Linked DNA regions of Danio rerio: region 2 is linked to region 1. The links are chromatin contacts, called in public Hi-C maps. All regions are on one chromosome and are shown on one strand. Each heading gives the region's core, a stretch centred on a gene start, on an enhancer-like site or on the middle of the called end of the contact. The rest is flanking DNA. Distances are from core to core; before and after follow the strand shown.

Region 1 (2,700 bases), core at 3-2,502:
ATTACCTGAAATGAGTATAAAAATAAAATGGAAATGAAACAAAAAAAACCCCACAAAAGGCACAAGATCAGCCCTTATAATAGTAGGACTAAACCATTGTCAAATAACAGAGGGGTCACCCACACACAAATACACTCAAAAAATGACTTTTGCTGCTTGTTCAGACTACTTATTTAAAATGAGTTGAAACAACACGATCCTTAAGATATTTTATGGAAAAATTGTTTTATGTTCAAAAAATGAAAAACTATTTTTGGAGAAAGCATATTAGGAAGCAAACTAGAACCTAAAGTTCATTGACCAGCTTTAATGTTGGCTTGAGAAAGCCTTGCCAATATGAGGGATATAAATCAACCCAATGTCTTCATGACAGTCAAAAACTGGACTTAGACATTATGTAAAAATGGCTTGCCATATTTTATTGAAAATATATGCTTAATAAATGTGAAAGTGATTCATGCAAAAATGGCTTGCCATATCAGTTAAATAATATGGAGTTTAGGTCAAATATGGTTTTCCATAGAAAAATAATGCTTAAAAATTATTTATTGGAAAACTGAAAGATACAGCAGAAAAATCTAATACAGAACGTAGCTTTTGGCCAAATTTGGGGCTTGTATAAATTTTTTAAATAGCCGGATTATTAAAATGTAATATTTAACTTTTTTTTTTTTTTATTCAAAACGATAAGTCTGATTGGCATGAGGACATATAGCTACGATCTTGGATGCAAAATGCATATTTTGACCAAATTTGGGCCTTGTAGCATGAATGACCTAGGAGGATATACGTTTGTTTTCAAGGACAGAGTAGTACAATATATTGGCTTTCTCAAGCCAACATAATAAATAACGTGAACCATAAAAAAACAACAACTTTTATGCAGGGCAACCAAAATAAACCAACTTATCAAAAATAAATAAACCATCTTACCAAATAACATTTCAATTAAATAGATTTAAGCCACACCTGACCTCTATTCTTCTCACCTGACTATTGAAGCATGTCTATAATATTTGTATGTAATTAAAACTCCACAACAGTCCAACAAATTAAATTTCTTTTACATGACATGTTATATTATCTTCTAAGTTTAAGTTTTTCGCTCTGTTTGTGGCTGATCATCCAGACCAATGCAGACACTTCTCTGAATTCCTCATTTCCTCCATGCTTCAGCAGACATCAAAGCAGAAGCTCTCTCTGGCGCTCTTCTGCAGCTTTGACTCTCTGCTTGATTAGCCGCCCTGGCCACGCTAGTCATGCAGATTAAAGCAGCCAGTTCTGTGCTTGATTAGACATCCTAGCCACGGCAGTCATGTAGATTAGAGCGCTGAAGTTTGGTACATCACTGCGCTTTGATCAGCGGCGAGACTGACGCTCATCACACCTGTCCACCTGATGTTCCAGCTCGCCACCACTTCACAGACAAACCGACCAAAGAAAGATAATGCCATGGAGTCTTACGCCTCTCTGCAAACTATTCATAGGAGAAGTCACTGCTCATTTCATTCCACGTGTTTTCATACACAATTTTGTATTACTTTTAGATTACTTTCAGCTCATTTTTCGACTTTATAGTTTACAAACAATAATACTTGTTTAATTTAAGGGCACACTATGTCAGTATAGGCATTGATATTATTAAAGTTTCCACAAAAATATTAAGCAGCAAAATTGTATTTTACATTCGTGATAATAATCAGAAATTACTACACTTTTTTGGAAACTCTTCATTAGAGATGTCACCGCTGATCTTGTCCCAAGTATTTTCAGTCCAATTTTTTGTTACCTTTTTTCACAGTCTTGGACATGGTGAACGATTAGTAACAACATGGCTGTTTTTGCCCCATTGACTTCCATTAATACCACATTTGATCGTGCACAAATACACTTTGTTTTTCTAGTTCTGAGATCTGAGATATTTAGATTTTCTCTGACACATTAATATAAGCGTGTAATCGTCACTCTCTCACACACACACACTTTAATTTGCAGTAATAATTTGCTGGTAGCTTTTTTTTTTGCACAGGCCTATCTAAAAGGTTATAGTGCCAACTGATGTTTAACAGGGAAAACCACCAAAAATCAAAAATGCATGATTTTATGGTGTCATGCTTTTATAATCAAAAAAAATTTGGTTAATGGAAGTCAATGGGGCAAAAACTTGCCATCGACAGTAAATTAGGGAGAGACTTGCCCAAGACTTCAAGCCCAAGTTACTTTATGCCCAAGTCATTTTCAGAACTGAGTTTGATTGAAATATTTGTGCAAAAACATTCGCAAAAAATATGTATCTGATGCATTTTTTCAACAGTTTAATTTAGTAGATGTTATCATCTCGAACATAAAGGGTAGTCAATTTGCCCTGAGTGTGTTGTTGAGGTTTTTTTTTTTTTATTCAAAGCATTTTCTCAAAATATTTGTCAAAATAAGATTTGTCACCAAAAATTATTCTGCTAGCTGAAATAGAGAAAAAGTTATGGCCAAATTAAAACTCATAATCACCCCAGCAATGCGGTGGTGCAGTAGGTAGTGCTGTGGCCTCACAGCAAGAAGGTCGATGGTTCGAGCTTCGGCTGGGTCAGTTGGTGTTTCAGTGTAGAGTTTGCATGTTCTCCCCGCATTCACGTGGGTTTCCTCTGGGTGCTCCAGTTTCCCCCACAGTTCAAAGACATGTGGTACAGGTGAATTGGGTAGGAT
Region 2 (2,700 bases), core at 173-2,672, 230 kb after region 1:
GCTATTAAAATATTATATCAGGCTTTAATTAAATTGTTTTGACCAAACACAAAACAAGAAATATATACATTTTTGTAATTAAGATCAACTATAATAACAACAGCATTTACTATTGTCCTTATTATCATCATCAGCTATTATTTCACAATTCATATATCACTTCACCATGTTTTCCGACATGTTCTTGACAAAAAGAGACTTTACCTGCTTGATTTCACGGTTTAACACTATAAATCAACATTTTATTACTCTAGCTGCTTCGAACTGCAATGGATAAATCTGTCACAACACACCGCTCTGTTTAAATGATTGACCTTTTGTTTGAATGTTTGGACTGTAAATGTTTGACCTTCTGTTTAAATGTTTGGACTGTAAATGTTTGACCTTCTCTCCGCACATCATACAAAATTACAAAAGTTTTCACAGCATGAAAACAGGAGTCGGGCATACGAATTTAGTTTAGTTTAGATCCGGAGAAGGCGGTTGCAAATATATACAGTGGAAATAAAGGTCAAACAGCATAACATCAACCCTGCTGCTAAGATTCCATAATATTGAAATGTTGTTGTTGTTTCTTTTCACGCTTCTTGCTTGTCAATGCCATACAGTAACCTAGAAATCATCTTCAAAGTTTTGTTATAAATCATAATTCTTTAGTCTGTTTTATTCGCAGGTGTCATAGGATGTTGGTTGTTATCGCAAATGCCTCATTAATTAAGTTAATGCTAATTTAGCCTTTCTCCTTGTCTCGCTCTCGTCTGTGTGATGTGCCTTGGGATGCATCTTTAGAGCTGGAGGGCAATTGAGAGATACTGAAGTGGCTGGATGGCAAGGACTGACTTTGGTGAGCACACACACACACACACACACACACACACACACACACACACACACACACACACACACACACACACACACACACACACATACAGTATACAGTTATCCTCACTTCTGGCAGACATACACAAACATTCCCAATTTCTAATCTCTCTCTCTCTCTCTAATCTAATTTTCATCATTCTCTCCGTCGCTCTTTCGCTCTCTCTCCTCAATGGCAGCCAACTCTCTTTTTCCAAATTCTCTCTCCTCTCAGCTCTCTTTTTCTATCTCCTATTTCCCTTTTTGTTCTCTCGCTCTCCCTCTCTTTTCCTCTCCTCTCTCTCTGCATCTCTTACAAAGGCAGCAGGCAGTTTGCCTCCCCTGAAAATGAGGCCACGCACGGCAAGTATGCAAATGAAAGCAGTGCTGCTGGATTAGAATGGGACACCATATACCCTAAATCATGATTGTCAATCATGGCGAGGGATTAAGGGATACGGGCTTATAGACCTAAAAAAGCAACACTTCCCCCCCCCGGGCGCACTTCCATTGTGAAAGAGGGAGTGTGGGAGAGAGGGCTTGTTGGGGGGCTGTTTTAGTGCACTACTGCCCTCTGCCTTTCCGTCTGCTTTACTGCACGTTTCAAAGCAGCGTTCGTTTTAAAGACGGGGTTTGGCTCTGCTTCCTGCTCAGCGGCAAGAACCTTAAAATATGCCACACATTGTTTTATTTTGAGATCAAAGACAGGAAATGAAAAGTGCGGTGGGTTTGTTTTGGGGTCTTTTTTGCATGTGGTTTGAACATTTTAAAGTCACTTCAGGCAGTGATCATACATCAATATTGAACGATGGAAGTGATTTCACTCAGAAATAAATATTCTAATGCATAACATATACATGGGTCAAAGTGTAGAAACGTGATTTTGTGTGCACAGAATATATTTACTTTGATATTGAATCATATTAATAATTTGTCAAATGTTAAAATAGTAACGGATGCATTTATTTTATTCAATATACAGTTGAAGTCAGAATTAATAAACCCCCTTTAATTTTTTTTCTTTTTTAAATATTTCACAAATGATGATTGCTATATCAAGGAAATGTTCACAGTGTGTTTGATAATATTTTTTTTTTTCTGGAAAAAGTCTCATTTGTTTTATTTCAGCTAAATTTAAATTAAAAAAAAAATTATTTTAAAGTCAAAATTATTAGCCCTTTTAAGTTATATTTTTCCTGATTGTCTTCAGAACAAACCATTGTTATACAATAACTTGCCTAACTACCCTAACCGGTTTAGTTAACCAAATAAACCTAGTTAAGCCTTTAAATGTCACTTTAAGCTGTATAGAAGTGTCTTGAAAAATATCTAGTCAAATATTATTTACTGTCATCATGATGAAGATGAAATAAGTTAGCTATTAGAAATGAGTTCTTAAAACTATTATGATTAGAAATGTGTTGAAAAATCTTCTCTCCGTTAAACAGAAATTGGGGAAAAATAAACAGGGGAGCTAATAATTCTGACTTCAACTGTATGAGGGGACAAATTTTTTTATCATTCACAATTATATAAAGCTTTGTTTGAAGTTGTTTGAAGGATATATTTAAAATTGCATTGTATTTCTTAAAGGTAGTTAATCCCAAAATGAAAAAAAAAACGAATTTACTCACCCTTAGGCCTTCTTTGATGTACTGTAGGTGACTTTTTTTCTTTAGCAGAACATTACAGATCATTTTCAGCTGAAACTGGTTCTTCATGATTCATTAAATGCAAGTCAACAGGCATCAGCACTTTGAGAGTTAAAACAACACACAGGCAATACAAAATTAATATGGCTCCTGGCAACACATTGAGTTTTTATGAACAAAACAATTCACG

The links. A called contact is a pair of places that touch in the nucleus more often than the background predicts.
Region 2: a Hi-C map of hematopoietic stem cells shows a contact between it and region 1, with 2.7 times the contacts expected there. The contact joins two enhancer-like sites. A contact is called at or near these places in 5 of 18 Hi-C or Micro-C datasets (caudal fin, embryo and hematopoietic stem cells).

What each region holds. Positions count from the first base shown.
Region 1 is chr17:49,158,984-49,161,683 of GRCz12tu, forward strand. The region is part of intron 11 of tmem260 (transmembrane protein 260); the gene reads left to right. Among named protein-coding and RNA genes, the nearest start is that of tmem260, 58 kb to the left of the region's middle. Within about 2 kb of position 1,253, at least 3 of the 62 cell types and tissues checked have an H3K27ac peak or open chromatin away from gene starts, as enhancers often do.
Region 2 is chr17:49,385,094-49,387,793 of GRCz12tu, forward strand. It overlaps LOC141378416 (a long non-coding RNA gene), which reads right to left. Exons shown (of 6, transcript XR_012393018.1): 4 at 2,493-2,612. Among named protein-coding and RNA genes, the nearest start is that of exoc5, 41 kb to the right of the region's middle. Within about 2 kb of position 1,423, at least 33 of the 62 cell types and tissues checked have an H3K27ac peak or open chromatin away from gene starts, as enhancers often do.